Regions from separate parts of the Mus musculus genome. Here region 1 is linked to region 2. The links are chromatin contacts, called in public HiChIP or PLAC-seq maps. All regions are on one chromosome and are shown on one strand. The core of a region is the stretch at or near the end of the contact, and the rest is flanking DNA. Distances in the headings are between cores, read along the strand shown. Region 1 overlaps Ptpn13 (protein tyrosine phosphatase, non-receptor type 13). Region 2 has its middle 6.8 kb from the start of Gm30443.

Region 1 (4,477 bases), core at 1,478-3,977, 130 kb after region 2:
TCAAAGCCTCTCAATAGTAGTCTGTCTTTCTGCTAAACGATGCCGCCGAAGCTGGATTTTAAGTTTTAAAATCAATTCACTTGACCACCACTCTCTCCAGAGCTATTTTATAAGGAATTGTAAACATGAAACCAATAAGGCAGTCGAGTATTGTTCTACCCGGGAGTACACATATGTACAGATATATAGTATAAGGGGTCATCTTTATAGTGAGACAGTGTGCTCATTAATACAGGCAGGTCTGCTGTGTTCTGCTGCAACAGTCAGGCCGAGGAACTGCCCCAGTGGCAGGGCTGTCATGCTTCCTTGGAGACTGCAATGGTATTTATTGCTAACTGTGTAAAATAAGTAGCATGCGCGCATGTTAGCAATATTGGGAAAGCAGTCACCTGGTGTACATTTTGTTTTGTCTCAAGTACAGATGAGCAGGTGCTTCTGCTGTTACCCGCACATGCGCTTTGGCCAGCAGACTTGAGCATCTAAGAAGCCTGGCATGCCATGTTTCTTCTCACCCATAAGGTGAGAACTCACATTTTAAGTTACTAGATTAGTCAATTTCTCCCTAGTGCCTCCTTAACAAGGTAAAGCAGTTATGCTGCTATACTATATCCTTACTTTATTTAGTGAGATTTGCAGGTTTTCAGAATTATTATTTTATACCATATCTTGTTTTTACATAAAGAACCATCTTTTATGAAAAATAACTTTTCATCCTGTAATGGGTAAATTAGGCACTTCTGTGTCCGATTGTGCAGTTGAAGACAGCAAGAACATCATTAGCATGACAGAGTGTGACTCAGAGTGACAGACTATGACAGAGTGTGATGATAATCTGGCCAGATAGGAGCAGTTGGTTTAAAAATATTGGTTTAAATTTTTAGTTTGAAAGATAATGTGTTTGGGCCAACCGCCATCTGCTTTTACCATGTGTTGTTTCCATCCCTATCCAAGGACATGTCTCCTCTTTATTCCAAAATGTAAATAAAACCAGTCACAGGCCAAGCATTGCAGCAACAACAACCACTTAGCTTTGTTGTTGTTGTTGTTGTTGTTCTTCTTCTTCTTCTTCTTCTTCTTCTTCTTCTTCTCCTCCTCCTCCTCCTCCTCCTTCTCCTTCTTCTCCTTCTTCTCCTTCTCCTTCTTTTCCCCCTTCTCCTCTTCCTCCTCCTTCTTCTTCTTTCCACAATGGTTTCTTCCTGCTTTAACATTTCTGTAACATAACTTTATAACTCTTAGACTTTTGCATTAGATGATTTATTACAAAGATCTCCCCACTTTAACATTTTTGTAACTTTATAACTCAGTCTTTTGAATTTAGTCATTTGTGACATGGATCTCATGCTGGCTTCCCACCTTGTTAGCCCAGCTTCCTCAGGTCTGTCTCCTCTCCTCATCTTTCTTCCTTCTTAGACTGTCTTTTTCTGTGGTCCCATTGGTCTCCAGCTAGACTTCAATTATGAATTGAGATCATCTTTTATAAGTAATTGCTGTGCGAAACTTTAAGTCCGTGATTATCAGCAGATAGGACTTGCAAACTTGAAGAATGAATTGCATTATCTGTAGAAACAGAACAAAATTGTGATAATCTTTTAAGTAGGTTGTTTTATTTTTCCTCTGTATTTTCTTGTTTTTTTAAAATATATGTTTATTTGTATTTTATTTGTATGAATGTGTGTCTAGTTTTATTTGAGAAATTCACACGTGACCGTTTGGCCTGTGTCACTCCTGCCTTTCCACCCCAAATTCCTGGCCTCTTCTACTGTAGTGACAGTGGCGTGTATCCAGCTACGTGTGTATGCGCTCGCACATCTTTATGTGTGTCCAGGACTGACCACAGTTTATTGGGATCCTGTCACTGGAGGAAGCTGATCCTTCCCTCCTTCATCAGCCATTGACAACCTAGAGTTCTTTATCTTGGGACAGGATTTGTGAAATTTCCTTCTGTCCATGTTGGCATGTCAACCAGTATTGTCAGGAGGCCAATATTGGTCAGGCAGCTGCATAAGTTGGGAGTTCATGGGAGTATTTTTATAATGTCTGGGGATACTGCCTAGCCCAGCACGAGCACCCTAGTTCTACAGTGCCTCTGCCCCCATTTCTATGATGTTCCCTGATCCTCACATTTAAGGGTTGCTCTGTGGATGTGTCAGTTGGGGCTGGGCACAGGCACACCCTCACCTTACACCTTAAGAAATTAAGTTTGGGAGTTTTAAAATCCCACTTATCAAAAAGATGTTATTTAAAGGATCATTAATAAAAATCTCTAAGGAAAACCCACAACTAAGTGGGGTGTGGGTGTAGTTCTGAAGCTGATACTCGAGGAAACCCAACCTTTGGAAACCCATTAAAGGATTAGAAAAAATCAAGAGCAGGTTAAGCAGCCTAAGCAGGTAGGGAAGCCACTAGTGATGTACAAGTAGGGCTGCCGAGGCACAGGGTGGCTGGATGCTGACCCAAGCAGTGGGAAATAGTGAACAGAAAATAAGGCATTGGAAGAGAGTGGTCAGGGGAAGTGTGGTGATGGGAGGAGTCTGTCTTGGTTTGGTTTGCCATCTGAGAAAAATTAGATGGTATTTCTGTCTTAATGGGAGCAGCTCAATAAAAGGGGAGAGATCCTGGCACCGTGTGTGCACAGCAGACAAGTTAAGCAAGAACAAACACATTTGGTAAAGTAAACAATGAGGGAAACTCAGATTACGTGCTGGGGCCTGGCCTCCACTGCTTGGAAGCACCATGCTTTGAGGCAAGGAAAATATCTGTACGTGGGTGGGTGGGTAGCCAGAGCCACGGGAAGGGGAGGAGGCTCGGAGTCACAGGAAGGGGCCACGGGAAGGTGCTGTTGCCTTGGTGGGAAGTGAGGGGGGTCATCAGCTCAGTGACAGTGAAAGTGGGAATTTGAAGAAGAGGAAAAGTGGACTCACTGTAGAAAGTGAGTTTACTGTTAGCACATGTTATCAAGGGAACACAGTGGCTGAGCATGAATTTGTGGTGTCTGTATCCTGCTCGAATTTTCCAAAGTTTGTTTGCTTGCCTAGAGTCAGGGTGACCAGAAAGAACGAGGACTGCTGCATTCATGTGTGGCTTGGGATCCCCGATCCTCTCAGTTCTTTTTTTTTTTTTTTAAATAGATACATATTTTGTCAGCTTCCAAGAGTATGTCTATTTTTCAGTCCATACAATTATTTTAAATTCATTAGTTTCAGGATGTGGTGTGTGTAAGAATTTCACTTACCCCTAAAGGACTGTGACATGGCCACACTTAGAGCGTTCCAGCTTAGATTAGAAGCTAGATGACCTGTCTGGGTGAGTTGTAGTGTGTTTCCTAATGTCCTGTAGTTCCAGTACCTCAGATATGGAAGCTGACCACAGCTGCAATTTACCAGCTCCATTCACAGAGATAAGAACAAACAGCTGGGGGTTTGTGTTAATTATTGATCGCATCAGCTGATAGGAATGCACTTGTCACTGTATTGTTAGGGTAAATTTGTTTTCAAATAATTAAAGCATACAGTCATTACTGAGAAGAGACAACTGATTGCTTCAAATGAATTTGTAAGTAACTTCTTGTTACTCAGAAAGATCTAGTCATATTACATAGCATATTTGCTTTCAAAGAGAAACCACAGAATATACCAGAGACAATTGTCAGAGTTTTAGGATTATTGAGGTTGTAGCTTCAAAATATTTTCTACATTTTTTTTTCTGGTACTGACTGGACAAATACCACTTTGGGTACTGAATATGTGGGTTTATATAATTGATATAGCTGGATGGACATTTTTGTTATGTCTCAAACAGAATAAATACCTAGTTTTAACTATCAAACTATAAAGATGAACCTAAATTTAGTATTGCAGCTAAGCTAGTTTTTAGTCTAAATAACAATGTAATGAAAAATTGAATTTCTTTGACAGTTTCAATGGAAATGATCTGGGTTTTAGATATACTAAAGATTTCTAAAAATATATCTGTATATAATCTTGAACTTAATAATTACATGCATTACAATTTTCTTTCTATACAGAATAGAAACAGTTTTGTTTTTCAGCTAAACATATCTATTTATAAGATCAGAATATACCAGGGCTTTTTACTTAGAAACACACATATTTAGAGGTTAAGAGCATATTTTAGGCATTATATTATCCTAAATCATTCCGTAGGTAATTGTTGTTCTACAAACGTTGCTACCATTAGCGACTTGACTTCATTTTAAAACCACATCATTTCCCTTTGACGACAGAAATACTACTCCGTAAATGTAATATATGTAAGCATCACTTGTGTCTTAGGTATTGTGATGCAGTATAGCTCAGCGGCTGAGTTATTGCATGGAGTGTCTCTGGCTTGGGTTCCACCTCAGTATGTGTTCAGCGGCCATGTTTCCACCCTTGGCATCCCTGAGGTCACCTGTCTCCCATCCTCCACTGCGTCCGTCACTTGGGGAGCTGGCAGCACTTCCGTTCTCAGCAGTGGG
Region 2 (5,118 bases), core at 1,799-4,298:
GATTTCATCCATATTCTTTAGTTCCAGACCTAAAGCAATCTCTTGTGGTTTATAGGTATAAATTGATAATCTGTACTTGTAGCAGGGTGAATGTATAGGCTCTACTCTGCAAGTAACCTTATTTCTATAGGTATAGCTTGGAAACAAGTCGCTGTGCTCCCCAATGTCAACCAAAATCAAGTGCAACCTTTCTCATGCTCAAAGGCAGTATTAAACATATTGATAGAGACCAAGACCACCAACGTGATTTCAGGCAGGGAGGCTTTAGACTGGGCTCTGTGTGCAGCGACATGGTCAGGATTCCACAGCCGAAAATATGCAGGGGTAGCGGTGCTTCATCCTGCACTTCATCCTACCCTCCGCTTTGGCTGCCACAGAAGACCAGATAATCACACCAGATTCCTTTCCAGAGCCTGCCCTTCCTGTTTAAGCCCAGAAGAGAGGGTCTGTCTTAACCCCACCATCGAATTACTAAAATACCTTCCCTTGCGCAGCCTGACTCATCCCCCACCCCCGCACCCTCCTCACAGCACAGGCTCATCAGGTTAATTGTAATTAACCTTTCTAAATTGTAGCCTTTCTAGTTTATTCTGTGCCTCCCATCAAAACCTCTTAACCCCGACCCCTTCAAGTCTCGGGATGCTATAGAAGGCAGCAGGCAGTTCAGAGGTGTGAGTTTAAGGCTAGAAGGGCCACTATGTAGCGAAGCAGTTTTGCTCTCAGGCAGTTACAGTCTCCTAGGAGATGCATCTGTCTCGCAAGCTACTATAAGGCTGTGTGCTAATTGGTCTAATTAAGGTCAAGATCTACAGTTTAGGGATTTGAGACAAAGGACAGAGCCATTTGTTTTCTATTGGTGCCCATTGCTTAGTAAATGATCAGAACCAACTGCTTGTCAGTCGTGGTACTTTAGAAACGGGCTTCGACAACCTCCTATCTCTCTCTCTGCATTCCATACAAACCCTCAGTCCCTGCCAAATTAAGCTGATTAGCCCTGAAAGCGCTTGGCGGTTTCCACCCCCTTATCTTTCCTGATGCCAACTATTTTGAGTAAATCATTACCCCGCTCCTGCCCAAATGCCTGTTAGGTTACCTATTGCCGTTCCTTTAGAAACTCTGCATGAAACAATGTGTTGGGCACCCCCACCCCAGCTGAGTCACTCTCCACTCACTTTCCATTCTCAGTCTACCATAACCCCAGTTATTGAGACCTCCAGTACAGCCCGGCAGCCCCGCCTCCTGCGCTGGCGCTGGCGTGGTCCTCGCTGCCCACTGAGCTGCCCGCATCCACAGCGCTCCGCCTCCTTCTTCCTCTCCACCTCAACCTTTCCTGAGCAGCTGGAAGGGCTCTGTGTCCCTCCCCCATTCCCAGTCACCTCCCCACCCCACCCCGGGACTCCCTCACCCAGCCTGTGGAATTACCTTGTACAGCTCCAGGACCAGAGTCAGCAGGATGTGGCTATGACCACTTTAGAAAGTTAAGCAAAATACCACGACACTGGTGACCCTTGGAAGAAGTCTTGCTAAGCGAAATAATCTCTACGGGGGGGGGGGGGGGGGAAGAAAAATATTTGCTGTGACTCCGTCTACACTTAGAGAAAGCGCAGCAGTGGTTACCTGAGGCTGGTGGGGAGGTGAGAGGGGAGGGTTTAGTTTCACCACAGGAAGAAGACTGTTCTGGAAACAGCAAGCAACAAGGGTCACACAACAGTATAGGGTGGAATGCCGCCGAACTGCATACATAAACATGGTTAACGTGGTAAGCTTTGTTATGAGTAGTTTATCACGAAAATAGATTCAAAGCTACAGTACAGTTTAGTGCAAAGCTAACGTGGCCGCCTCCATCTGTTCTGGGATAACTCACTCTCGGGCTCAATCTCTCCCACCCCGAGCTTCCCCAATTACTCTGAGCATACCTTCACTCTTCCTTGTTCTTGGCTACTTTGTGGCCTGGCTGTGGATGTTTCTTTAAAATCGAGTGTTTGAGCAGTGGGAGCCAAGAGTTGCTAAATAAATATATTTTACCAAAGTATTGCTCCCTTCTCATGGTCCTGCTGTTTGGTTTTCCCACCTCTGTGGACTCCACACCCACAGACTCAGCCTCACGTTCTCTCTAACTAGAGATCGTGGAAACTAACCTCCCTGCTCTCTCCCTGTTCCAGGGAGGCCCGATTCGATCCCGCAGCCTGGAAGCAGGAGTCTGATACCATACAGCTCCCAAGGCTCTGCATTCATTATTACTCCACTTTCCCGCTGAATAATATTGCCTTCGTTACCTACCTCGCCAGAACGCACAAACAGTGAGATATCTTTCTGCTCTTCCCAGTGACTTCGACTGTGTACGCCATGCTTGTTTCAGATACAGTCAGGAGTTACTGGGGTATTTTAGGGATCACACTATCATTACCAATCAAGGGGGTGGTGGTGTGTTTTAGAAAAAGAAAGGAAGCCAGGGATGTGTTTGGTGGAGGCGAGGTATGGTGTGGGGGGAGGGGTGTGTCTCTTCAGGCCATGTAGAAGCATCCCTTTCTGCTGAGGGACAGGCCATGGTATAGAATAGAATAGTTTATTTAGGGCAGGGGGGGGGGGGAATTGAGAGAGTAGAGACAGAAAAAGGCAGAGAGAGAGAGAAATAGAGAGAGGGAGGAAGGGAGGAGGAGGGGGGGAGGAGGAAGAGGAAGAGGAGGGAAGTTGGGAGGGGAGGGGAGTAGAAACCGGCCATGAGCACATGGAGAGAAAGTGGGGAGAGGAAAGGGGAAAGAGGAGGAAGAGGGTACGGGATCAAAAGCAAGAGGAGAAGAGCAAGAGAGGGGGTGGGCAAGCAGCCCCTTTTATGGTGAGTCAGGCATACCTGGCTGTTACCAGGTAACTATGGGGCAGAGCCTAGAGGAAATGTCTACAGGTGGTAGTTTTTAAGTTAACCACAAAACCTCTTCAAATGCAAATGTATCACTTTTTCTTTTGTTTACCTGAGTTCTAACAAACTGTATGTGCACTGTTCTGGGAATCCATGAGTCCCAGGGCAGAAACGTCAAGATGTGTAAGACCCAGAAACGTCATCTAATGCAAATTTGAGCATGCCCGCTCACTGTACTGAAAGTGTCCACAATGACATCATCTGAGTACCATTCTTTAACCCCATGATTCACATACCTGCCCCTGAGGCAGCTTCGTAAATATCCCCAGCAAGGAAGTGCACCGTGGGCTCCCTAGACCGGGTCATACCATTGATCACCGTTTTGGAAACGAAGTGAACTCCTCCGGCCCAAATCTTCCGGGACTGGAATCCATTATGATAACACATTGGAATGCCACCGCCCAATTAAAGGAAATGCGGTTTCCTCAAAGAAACTTCTCAGAATTGGAGCAGGATGGATGTAATATGAACCCAGTGCTTCCTGTAGTATCAAAAAGCTTAGTCAAAGGGACAGGAGCACAACAGAGGAGCACAGAAGTCCACCTGAGAGGGCTTGCAGTGGCTAAGGCTGGGCTAATTAGGGTGGTAACAGAGACAGCAATTCAGTAGGTTATCAGCCGGTATTTAAATAATTACCTGTGAGCTCATAGTGTTATAAGTGAATAGGTAGGGAAAGGCAGAGTGAATTCCACTTGGTAAATTCTTGGTCTTCCAGGAAGGTGGAGGTTAATTCCCCCCGCAGGCCCCCTCCTGCTTCAGTGGCCTGTTTCCAGAGAATGTAACCAGAAGCATTGAGACTTCACTAAGAAGAAATCTGGCAAGCAACAGGGGAGACTCACATCATCAACACGAGCTTGTTGGATGCCCGTATACCTGAGAGGCTGTGAGGGAAGGTGCTTCTTTCTAGAACGTTCTAATCACAAAAAGATCAGGTATCCCCAGTTCAGAGGACTTTTCTACAAAAGACCTATCCAGCTCAGTGCCTCACAGACAAGCTAGGAACCAGGACAGACCAATGGACAGGACAACTTACCATAATGCCATGTTCCAGCTTGGGTCTTAGGATAGAAAAAAAAAAAAAAAAAAAGGTATTGCTGGGGGGTGGGGGGAGTGGCGAAAAACAAAGACAAAAACAACAACAAACCTAGTGAAATCTAGATCTGAAATTTAGTTAATTGTGACAGGGTTTCTCTGTAGAGCCCTGGCTGTCCTGGAACTCACTCTGTAGAGCAGGTTGGCCTCAAACTCAGAAATCTGCCTGCCTCTGCCTCCCAACTGCTGGGATTAAAGGCATGCGCCACCACTGCCCAGCTATGGCTTGCACACTTAAAGGACTTTTAATCCCAGCACTTGGCAGGCAGATTTCTGAGTTCCAGGACAGCCTGGTCTACTGAGTGAGTTCCAGGGCAGCCTGGGGTACACAGAGAAACCTTGTCTCAAAATACAAAACAAAACAATTAAAAAAAAAAAAAAAAAAAAAAAAAAAAAAGCATGAACTCAGAGTTCTGTGTTGCAAGGAATGTGCTCTACTCTAAACTGCGTCTTGAAAGCTCCTTGGTCTGCATGGGAACATGCTGGTCTTTGAAGATGTTGCCCTTAGAGAAGCAGTGTGGGGGCAATGTGGGAACCTCGTGTAGCAGTGCGTGAAATCCTCTGGGCAGTGTGGGACCTCTCCGTGGGGCAGTATGAGAACACTGTATTACTGCCGCAATCTTTCTGTGAGTAAAGTAATTCAAACAAAAACAACAACAAAAAATATTTTTAAGAAAATGTTTCATACCATCTGTACTTAGCTTTAGAAGTAAAATTTGGCTCCATTCCTAGAGGAGGAGTTTTCTACCCCGGGATTTATAGGGCAAAACCAGACTCGTGCCGGAACGAAAACGGGGCTCCATCTTCTTCAGGGCTGGGCTACAGCTTGGTGGTAGAGCTTATGTTCACCATGCAGAGAACATCTGTCCTGAACAGTGCTGTCGTCCCACACTGGTCATCCCACACTGGTCGTCCCACACTGGGAGTTTAAGCCTTTGCTCAGTAGCGGCCTCTGGTGAACAGGGGAGGGAAGGACTTGAAAGGCACTCCTGAGGATGGCCATCGGAAAGTTGTGCCGGAGCCAGAAGTACCAGAGAAGTGAGTTTGGTTTGTTGGTTGGTTGTGTTTGTTTTGGTTGTGTTTGATTTTTGTTTGTTTGCTTGTATGAA

Evidence for each region. HiChIP or PLAC-seq counts read pairs in DNA pulled down with a chosen protein or histone mark.
Region 1: a contact with region 2 is called in an HNF4G HiChIP or PLAC-seq map of pancreatic cancer cells. The contact joins two enhancer-like sites. A contact is called at or near these places in 1 of 484 Hi-C or Micro-C datasets (cortical neurons), 7 of 115 datasets of contacts at active chromatin or transcription factors (the SCID.adh cell line, a beta-TC-6 cell line, embryonic stem cells and 4 more) and 1 of 9 other capture datasets (embryonic stem cells).

Annotation. Positions count from the first base shown.
Region 1 is chr5:103,496,829-103,501,305 of GRCm38.p6, forward strand. All of the region lies in intron 6 of Ptpn13 (protein tyrosine phosphatase, non-receptor type 13), which reads left to right. Among named protein-coding and RNA genes, the nearest start is that of Ptpn13, 74 kb to the left of the region's middle. Within about 2 kb of position 2,728, at least 17 of the 459 cell types and tissues checked have an H3K27ac peak or open chromatin away from gene starts, as enhancers often do. A contact at or near this core is called in pancreatic cancer cells, where this site is marked.
Region 2 is chr5:103,364,238-103,369,355 of GRCm38.p6, forward strand. No RefSeq gene overlaps it. Among named protein-coding and RNA genes, the nearest start is that of Gm30443, 6.8 kb to the left of the region's middle. Within about 2 kb of position 3,049, at least 53 of the 459 cell types and tissues checked have an H3K27ac peak or open chromatin away from gene starts, as enhancers often do. A contact at or near this core is called in pancreatic cancer cells, where this site is marked.